Linked DNA regions of Mus musculus: region 1 is linked to region 2. The links are chromatin contacts, called in public promoter capture Hi-C maps. All regions are on one chromosome and are shown on one strand. Each heading gives the region's core, a stretch centred on a gene start, on an enhancer-like site or on the middle of the called end of the contact. The rest is flanking DNA. Distances are from core to core; before and after follow the strand shown.

What was found. Promoter capture Hi-C pulls out the DNA fragments that hold promoters and counts their contacts.
Region 1: a promoter capture Hi-C map of pre-B cells shows a contact between it and region 2, with 6 times the contacts expected there. The contact joins the promoter of Nemf here to the enhancer-like site in region 2. A contact is called at or near these places in 7 of 39 promoter capture datasets (cranial neural crest, frontonasal cranial neural crest, hippocampal neurons and 4 more) and 3 of 484 Hi-C or Micro-C datasets (embryonic stem cells, stem cell-derived motor neurons and stem cell-derived neural stem cells).

What each region holds. Positions count from the first base shown.
Region 1 is chr12:69,355,405-69,360,158 of GRCm38.p6, forward strand. Nemf (nuclear export mediator factor) reads right to left here and starts at 1,772. Exons shown (of 33, transcript NM_025441.3): 1 at 1,647-1,772; 2 at 875-943; 3 at 626-728. The coding sequence starts at 1,705.
Region 2 is chr12:65,062,978-65,067,801 of GRCm38.p6, forward strand. Fkbp3 (FK506 binding protein 3) reads right to left here. Exons shown (of 7, transcript NM_013902.4): 4 at 3,665-3,800; 5 at 2,760-2,827; 6 at 701-798. Prpf39 (pre-mRNA processing factor 39) reads left to right here. Exons shown (of 14, transcript NM_177806.3): 14 at 1-409. Among named protein-coding and RNA genes, the nearest start is that of Fkbp3, 8.5 kb to the right of the region's middle. Within about 2 kb of position 2,459, at least 63 of the 459 cell types and tissues checked have an H3K27ac peak or open chromatin away from gene starts, as enhancers often do. A contact at or near this core is called in pre-B cells, where this site is marked.

The DNA of each region.
Region 1 (4,754 bases), core at 522-3,021, 4.3 Mb after region 2:
TCTTTGAGAAGAGATGATGGCAAAGTACTACAAGTCTAGCACAAGAAGAAAGATCATCCTAAATATGAGATCAGTCTGCTCTGTATCAAGTTCCAAGCCACACTCCTTTAGTTCTGGTACTTGGGAGGCAGAGGTAGGCCCATCTCTTGAGTTTGAGGCCAACATGGTCTACAGAGAGATTTCTAGGACAGCCAAGGCTACACAGGCAAACTCTGTTTCAAACAACAACAACAATGAAACAACAACAACAACAACGAAACAACAACAACAACAACAAACAACAACAACAACAACAACAACAATGAAGCAAGTTCCAGGTCAGCAGATTAAGGCACATGGATCAACAACAACAACAACAACAACAATGAAGCAAGTTCCAGGTCAGCAGATTAAGGCACATGGATCAAGTCTGGGGATTTAAGTTGGATCTTACCCCTGACCCCTCATCTCACAGCAAAACTGACTCCCCCCCAGGTTGTCTTCTGACATTCACTTGAGAGCCCCAAGTTGTACCTGTTTGTTGTTTCCACCTACACAGACACACACACACACACACATACATACATACATGATAAATAGATAGATAAATGGAGTTTTAAAAATTAGCTCCAAACTTAAAATTTACCTTCATGGCAAAACTCGACGGCATCATGTTCTTAGGCCACTCAAATTCTGTTGTATGAATACGTATACCAGACTCAAGTAACAGTGTAGCTTTAAAATCAGGTCTGTTCAAGAGAAAGCCAAATTTTTCTTTAGGGAATTTGCCAAAACTTATTCTCTGAATTTAAAAAAACAAAACCTAAAATGCAGGATATATATATATATATATATATCATAATTTACCAAAAACAATCTTATAAAATATTCTTACTTTTGAAGCCGAATAAGATATGTCTTGTTATCCACATCATAAACGTTGTTTACTCTCATTCCTAGCAAGCTGAAAAAAAAAGAAACATATAACAAATCATTGTTCTTGGTTGAAGCAAAACTTTCCATCATTTATTGGTGTTGTGGAAAAGGAACTCTTCCGCTAAGATACCTCCACCGCCTATAAAGGTATCCTCAAATTAAATGTAGACTTTTAAGCACAAAAGTGGCCTGTTGATCTCAGTAACACCAGACTACTAGTGCTGGGGTGGGGTGGGGGGTGTAAATACAGTAAAATTAAGTCTAAATGACTTATTCGGAGCGGAGGAAGTAGCCGAGTCCCCGAAAATGCGACAAAGCTCACACAGCTGAATAGGCGACAAGTCCAGGACACAGGTCCAAATCTGCCCATTTCAGCTGGAAGGCCCTGCTACTTCTCTTTGGGAAGAAGGACGGGAATTCTGAAGAAGCCAGGCCGCCAGTCTGGAGCAAAGACGATCACTCCCGTTCTACCAAACGCTCGCTGCGGGACTCAGGCCACCCCGGCAAGACCTCTCGGAATCAGCGCCAGGGAGATGCAGCATCAGGCACGGTCCCCGGGGGGGGGGGGGGGGGGGGTGTCTCCCGGGGGCACCGGCCCCGGGCTCGGCCCCCAGGCCTAGAGAATCCCCGAGGCACCGGGACGACCGTGAGGCTCTCCGTCTCGCGACCACCCGGTGCCCGGCCTCCGCTCCCTCTGCTGTGAACGAGCCTGTCCACTCCCACCACCATACCTCGCATTCAGTTCCGCGAGCACTGCGCGGAGGTCAACCGTGCTGAACCGGCTCTTCATGGCTAGGCTGCGTGTCGCTACCGCAGTCCTTTCAGGGACTGAGCCGACGCAGGACCACTATGCTTCTGCGCATGAGCGCTTGGCTTGTGTCTACGGCAACCCAAATGACCCAATATTACTTATAGTGAAAGTGCGCTATTTAACCGAAGTTTGTTGTCAAATCATGATCAATTATTTTTTTCACTGTGTAAAAAAAACTCGACATAGAACTAACTACCTTCTCGAAACTGCGTCCTTTCCTTGAACAATGACCGGGTTAATCCCGTCCCCTTGTTTGGGGATTAAAATGGGTCTCCATTAGGATCCTGTAGGTCATTAACCATTAATCAGTTGCCCCAGGAAGGCGCTATCGCTCAGGATGGAAGAGCAAGGGGTCTTTCTAAACGCGAATTTGAGACTAGACAAAAACCAACGGTTGGTTTTCCCTGACTCTGACAAGCCGTAGAGATGGGTTCCTATTTTGCTGGGTACTACTCTCCGAAATAGGATTCTGCGGCATACTGTAGAATTCTCATTCAAGTTGAATGGGGTGGGGTTCTATATAGCCCGAGTTTCATAAATTCTTGGCACCTCAAATACTCAAAAATTCACTAAGTAAAGATGTCAGATAAAAATAAAGTAAGAGTTCCCATGGGAGAAGGAGAAAAAGTTCTCCTCCCACACCCCAGCGTTCTCTAAACTGCTTCAAGTTCTGCATGCTACCAATTCATACATAAATTATTCAGGGTTCAAATATACGATAGTTAATTCGTCTAAATTTTTCTTTTTAAAAGTTCTAATGTTAGTAATAAACAAATCTAAAACTAAGAACAAAAATCTACTAGTTTTGGACAGTGGAAGGTGTGTGTGTGTGGGGGGGTGGTTGTCATGGTCATTTTTGATACAGGGTCTTTCTATGTAGCCCAGGACACCTTAGAACTCTGAATTTTCTTGTCTCTGCCTTTTTGAGTGCTGAAATTACCAACACATTTAGAAACTGGAGGAATTTTAAAATCAGTGAAACATGTATTTAAAAGTTTAAAGTCATTAGCATTCACATCGCTATAAGTTCTTAGAATGGGTGACCAAAAAAGCAAAAGAAAGCAGGGAAAGTGTCAAATTTGTATATCTAAAAACATAAGGATTTTTGTAATTACTCTGCTTTTGAGACAGGGCATGCTATATAGTCAAGGTTAGTCTAAACTCACCCTATAAGCCAGGCTGTCCTCAGTCTCCCTCTGATTCCAGCCTCATTGGTATTGGAATTGCAGGTACATACTATCATGCCCAGATAGATCATAAACCTTTAATGTTGGCAAATGTGTTAATCTAGTTTCTATTGTTGTAACAAAATACCAACAGTTAAACAATGTACAAAGTTCACAGTTTTAGCAGCTGGAACTCTGAAACTGAGTAGCCACATCTATTTCAATCTAACAAGGGCAGCCCCCCTGCTACATTCCAGCATCTTGAGGGAAGCACATGGAAAGAGAGGGGGCAGTTCCGAGGTGAGACGGAAGCAGCAGGGGTGCACGCGCCAGGCTTCTTCTTATGATAGCTTCTTCATGAGTGAAACTGGTTTCTCTCAAGAACAATAGCATTTCTGATTTTTAAAGGCTTTCACCGCTACACCTGGCACCAAGCTTCCAGCACTCGAAAGGGATCTAAAACACAGCATTTTGTAGTAAGCATCAGTTTTTTATTCTATCCTAAATACAAGTAGAAGGCTAAATGTACAGCCAAAACATATACAGAGTCTTGGACATGGGGAAATTGATAGAAAATTGTAGGATATTTAAAATCAAAGTACAACCATGTTTCAGAAGAGAGCAACAGATCTGAATCTTTTTCAGCTCTTATCAGTCTTCCTCTGAGTCAAGTGTGGAGCTCTGGGGCTCATGGAGCTTCAGTGCTTCTGTAAATGGTTTCTATTACTGTTACACCAGCCATACGTGTAGAGATATAAACAATACAACGCAGTGTCTGTGCATAGCATCCAGGGATGGACCTGACTAGGGCAGTAAGAACACGAAGAAAAAGACAGACATACAGATAAAAAAGCTGGGATCAGATGGGCTGGGCCAGTAGTTCTCAACTTTCCTAATGTTGTAACCCTTTAATAGTTTCTCATGCTGTGGTGACCCCCCCCCAACTATAAAGTTATTTTGGTTGCTACTTTATGACTGTAATTTTGCTACTCTTACGAATTACAAATATCTGTTTTCTGATGGTCTTAGGTGACTGCTGTGAAAGAGTAGTTCCAACCCTCAAAGAGGTCCAGATCCACTAGTCTGGGCTCTCCACTAAAGAAACTACAGGCACTAGGCCAAGCTCAGCATATTTAGTATTTAGAGTTGAACAGAAAGGTGGGGTCATTGCATATAGTTGAACAAGCAGGCAGGTTTACAGTATACAGCTGGATAAGGAGACAGGTTTAGCTCATTTTAGTAGTAGTCTCTGTAGGTCTTCAGGTAGTAACGTTCAGAGGGAGAAAGATACAGTGGACACTTTCTGCCACACTGTCAACATCCAGGACTGAATTAGAGGAAGACTTTGCCTTGCTTCTGAACCTCACCCTAGGTGGAAGATTTTTGCCATTCTTTCATGGATCTTAATGGGGTCTTTGGAGCCCTTGCCATGGCTTTGTCAATGTCAACAATAAATATTCACTCAGGGATTTCTCCACTCCCTATAATACAAATTTATTTTCTTAGTGTTCTGAAGGTTAGATGTCCCAAAGGGGTCTGCAGAGCTGCATCTATGTGGAGGCATGGGTGGGAATAGGGCAGGGGCGGGGCGAGGTGATGTCAGTGGTGTCTTGGGAAAATTCCTTGCATTGTCTCTCATAGCTTCCAAAGTTGCTATATTCTTTGACTGGTGATCCCAAATGGCTTCAACATGTGCTTCCAGGCCATATCTCTTTCCATAACCCCAATTCTTGTCTTTTTATAAGAACCCTTAGATTGTATTTAACCTCTCTAACTCACAACCCCAAAGTTAGAGGAATCTGTGAAGTCCTTTTGTCCCCTATGATGTCCCTTTGACTGTTTCCAGACTTTTGTTTTGTTTT
Region 2 (4,824 bases), core at 1,209-3,708:
TCAAAACCTGTATGTTGGCAGAACATGTCATCTACTGTGAATTATAAGACAAGTTTAGGTGTGCTTGGTGGTGCAGTTTTAAATCCCAGCACTCAGAAGGCAGAGGCGGACCTGAGGACAGCTGGTCTGCACAAACTCTAAGAAACAAAAGGTGAGAAGGCTTTATGATTTCACATGAGATGAATTTAACATTTTGAAGACTACAAAGGACGACCAATCCCAAACCTCACTCCTATCATCTACAAATTACAGTATCAAAACTAATTTGGCAAACAAGAATGGAATCACCTTTCCAGTTAACTATTAGATCAGTTTAGTAGAATCATGCCTTTCTGCGTTTTGTAAATGTTGACAAACTGGGCCCTATCATACAAATACTGTAATCCTTAATAAATGCTTACTAACATTATTTGTCCTGTGGTCTCCTTCACTTACACGTGGTAAACTTTCATTTCTAAGTTTTTGATTTCTCTAAATGTAACTAAGCTGAGCAGGGGGCAAAGGGTATCATCCACACCAGGAAGACTATCTGGAAAGGAGTTTGTTTGGTTTGTTGGATTGCTTCTGTGAGCACATACATACCCACAACATGCCAACGGGGGTCCGACAACTTGTGGGCATAAGAATCTTGAATCCAAGAATTCAGGTTAAAAGGCTTGGTGGGGGTGGGGAGGGTGTGTGCTATAAAGGGAAAGGATACTTGGCATCGGGCTGTCCTTTCTTTCCGTAGGCCCATTCTGGTTCGATCTCCAGTCGAGCCTTTTCTCCTTTACTCATAGTCAAGAGCGCTTCATCCCACTAAAAGCAAAATAAGTTATGGCAATTTTCATAAATCATGTAATCAAAGAACAACAAATATACCTCTCTTTTTTTAATTCTATTGGGGGCTAGAGATGGCTCAGAAGTTATGGGGACTTAGAGATGACTTCAGTTCTCAGAACCCACATCAGACTGAAAAACCCCCTCTTTTAACCTTTCTGGATATCCATACACAGCATATATAAAACACAAAATATTTGAGTGTTTTGAGACAGACCCTGGTGTATCTATGTAACCCTGGCTTGTACTCCTTGTTGAAGGCTCCATTCAGCCTTTCTTTTTGCCGTGCACTTGTCAGTCAAGCTACATCCTCACCTAAAACCTTTGACTTGGTATTTTGCATGGTTTTGGGTTCTACACAGGAATCTTAGACATATAGAAAGCAGTCTGTCATATTTTTTGTTTTATTTTGTTTTTTGAGACAGGGTTTCTCTGTGTAGCCCTGGCTGTCCTGGAGCTCACTTTGTAGACCAGGCTGGCCTAGAACTCAGAAATCCGCCTGCCTCTGCCTCCTGAGTGCTGGGACTAAAGGCATGCGCCACCATGCCTGACTCAGTCTGTCATTTTTAAAGCTACACTAAATAAGCATTTTAGTTAATAACCTTTTGGATGTTTGAGGAACTACAATTTGAACAATGGGTAGTCTCTAACATGAAAATTTGAGGAAATTTTCAGCCCAATTTCTAATTTCTTCAGTACATTGTAATAATAGTTAATCCTAAATCTAACATCCTTAAGATTTACTTTATATTCCATATGCTTGTATAAACAAAAGCATGCTGATTTTAGAAAGAAGAAATAATTCCTGTTCCTACAAGTATTTCAGTGGAATAGATGTTTTTATTATATGTGACAAAAAAAGCTATGTAATGTTTTAAAAAAGCCTAAATGCGAAAGGCTTTTTTCAGACACATTACCTTACAAAGAAAAACTATAAGGTACTATATATTGGCATAAGTATATGAGTCCCTATTATATTAAATTATACTCAGCTTACACCTTTGGGATTTTTAAATAATTGTCTTATTTCAGACAGGGTCTTTGTGTGGCCCTGGGAGTACCGGAACTTACCTACATCTACCTATAGAGTGCTAGGTATGAGCCAGCATGCCAGACCCAGGATTCTTATTTTATAGATGAGGAAAATGACACATGGGAAACTAGTACCAGATCAGCCAGCAAGGATAATACGATATCTGTCTGACTTCAAAGATTATTTTTACTGTATCACCAATCCTAATTCTTGGATTTTAAAAAATGTTCTTGTGGGAGGCAGACATAGGTGTATTTCTGAGTTCGGGGCCAGCCTGGTCTACAAAGTGAGTTTCAGGACAGCCAGGGCTACACAAAGAAACCCTGTCTCGAAAAACCAAAAAAAAAAGGGGGGGGGGAGGGGGGCTGAAGAGATGGCTCAGTGGTTAAGAGCTGAGTTGACTCCTCTCTCAAAGGATCTTGGTTCAGTTCCCAGCAGCCACATGGCAGCTCACAACAACTGTAATTCGAGCTCCAGGGCATTCAACACCTTCACACATATATCAATGTACATAAAACTTTAAAATATCACTTAAAAAGAGTGGCCTTGTTTAGAGGAGGTGTGTTGCTGGAGGAGGTTGGTCGCTGAGGTTTCAGAAGCCTAGGCCACTTCCTGCCTGGTATCTGCTGATCAGGATGTAAAATCTTTAACTATTTCAGCCCCTATGCTCTTGGCTATGAGGTTCATGAACTAAGCTTCTGAAACTATGCAAAAGTGTTGTCTTGGTCATGGTGTTTCTTCATAGCTACAGAATAATACCTGAGATGCATTTAGAAGCTAACCTAGGTAGGACCTTTCACATGGTAGGCAAGCTGCTCCCCTTCCCCACAGTCCAAACTTTACAGCCTTACAACACAAATGGCACATATTTAGAAAAACTATATACTCATTTGCCATCTTTACTTACTCCTCTGATAACCTTGCCTACTCCGACCTTAAAACTTAAAGGTTTGGCATTTTTCTTCTTCTTTGAACCTGCAAAACAGATTTTAATTACCTTCTAAACTGTAATGTCAGGCACTTAAGAACTACAGTCAAGTTACAAAATAATTTTAAAGCGTGTTTGATGTATGTTTTATGATACTTTTATGTATGTACACCTATAGCTGCACCTCAACGGTAACACAGGAAAGCAGAGAACCACTAAATAACATGCTCTGTTGCCTTCTTTCTTCCACTGAGGTAGAGGCTCACTGTGTAGCTGGCATAGAACTTATGACTTAGTCCCTGAACTTGCAGTGAATTTCTGCCTTTTGTTTCCAGAGTGCTGGGATTAAGGCTATGAGCCACCACACCCAGCTCATTTTAATTTCCTCTTTTATATTAAAATCCTAAAGCATTCTGAAACACTGCTAGGTCTGAATGTTGTTTTTCCTTACTAACTTGATACTGAGGCTTGGTCCCCAATGTTGACAGTTTGGGGGAACCTTTAAGAGGTGATTATATGCATATCATTAATGTTTTTTTTCATAGGAACAAGTTCCTCACTCCTCGAGCTGAGTAGTTGAGGGGTGGACTACTGGCAAAGCAGGCAGAGAGCACTGACCTCTCTCAATCCTGGCCACAAAAATACCACCAGCAGTACAGAGGATACGATACCACTTCCACTTGGAGCACCTCTAACAATCTCAAAAGATCTAAAACAGACAAAGCTTGCAAGTTCCTCATCCTTTGCTTGCCAAAGATTAGCCAGCCAGCAACCTATGAATGGTAGAACACTGCCAAGAAAATCTTGGTACAAACGACATCAGGGAAAAGTAAAAGCAAAGAAAAAGAATGCCATCTGTCTACTGCACAAAAGTTAACACTTACTTGTTTGAATATTAGTATCAAAAACAGTCCCATCTGGGAGTGTCCCTGTATACCAGCAGTGAACAACATCCCCCTTTTTAGGAAAGTTGGTTTTATCTCCCTTTTTTAGAATAGATTTTGTGTATTTTGGTGGACCCTAAAAATAAATGCATATAGTTATTTATGTTCTTTTTAAAAGATGACAGAAACATTCTCAAAGATCAGAGTGATAAACTATCAGTAGCCAACATCTATAAGACACTGTCAACCAAACGATGAGAATACTATTTAAACACAAGGCTATAACTGAAAGCCATATAACTTAGAGCATCTTAGGAAACTAAAAGTCTTACGGCAAGACTGCCATTCCAATTCTCAGAAAACTACTATTAAATTAATAAGGTATTATACCCCCTGACACACACATACAAATTTGAGTTATACTGGCACCAATAATTGTATTACTAGATTTTTTTCATCCTAGCTAATGAAAATTAAGTTATGCTGCCTCCATCCACACTACTAAATATGACTACTAAATAACGACTACTAAAGAATCTTAGATGGACCCAGGACACCTTTAATCCTAACACTCAAAGAGACACACAGCAGATCTGTAAACTCAACGCCAGCCTAATATACATATCGAGTTTCAGGCCAGTCAGTTACAAGATGACATATACAAAAGAAAAATATCCTGTTAGCCACATAAGTACCCATGAGAGCAATAAATTGCATTCTGATTTTGAAAATAATGTCTTGTGACTCTGGCCAAGAATTGATCAACTTCACATGAATTTAGACCAGATCTAATAAACACTGTCTGCTCTATTTCTTCACTATTTTTCCTGTTGTTCCAAAGTACAAGCATAGAAATAACAGAGATGAGTACAGGATCAGTAAGGGAGAAATCTAGAAAGGAGAGAATGTATTTTTGACTTCAATATTCCCAACTTATCAAAACAAGAGTCTACTTTTTCTTTCTTCCCCACCCCTGGAATTTTATTTCTATACAGGAGAAATAAAAGGAGAATTAAGTATTTAAGTATTCTTAAATACTTAAATGTCAAAGCTACAGGTCTTAAAAATTATCCTTTAAGATTCTTTGAATTGCTTCTGGCTCTTAAGAAGTTGTATTTTTGGAGCTGGTGAGATGGCTCAGCCGTTAAGAGCACTGACTG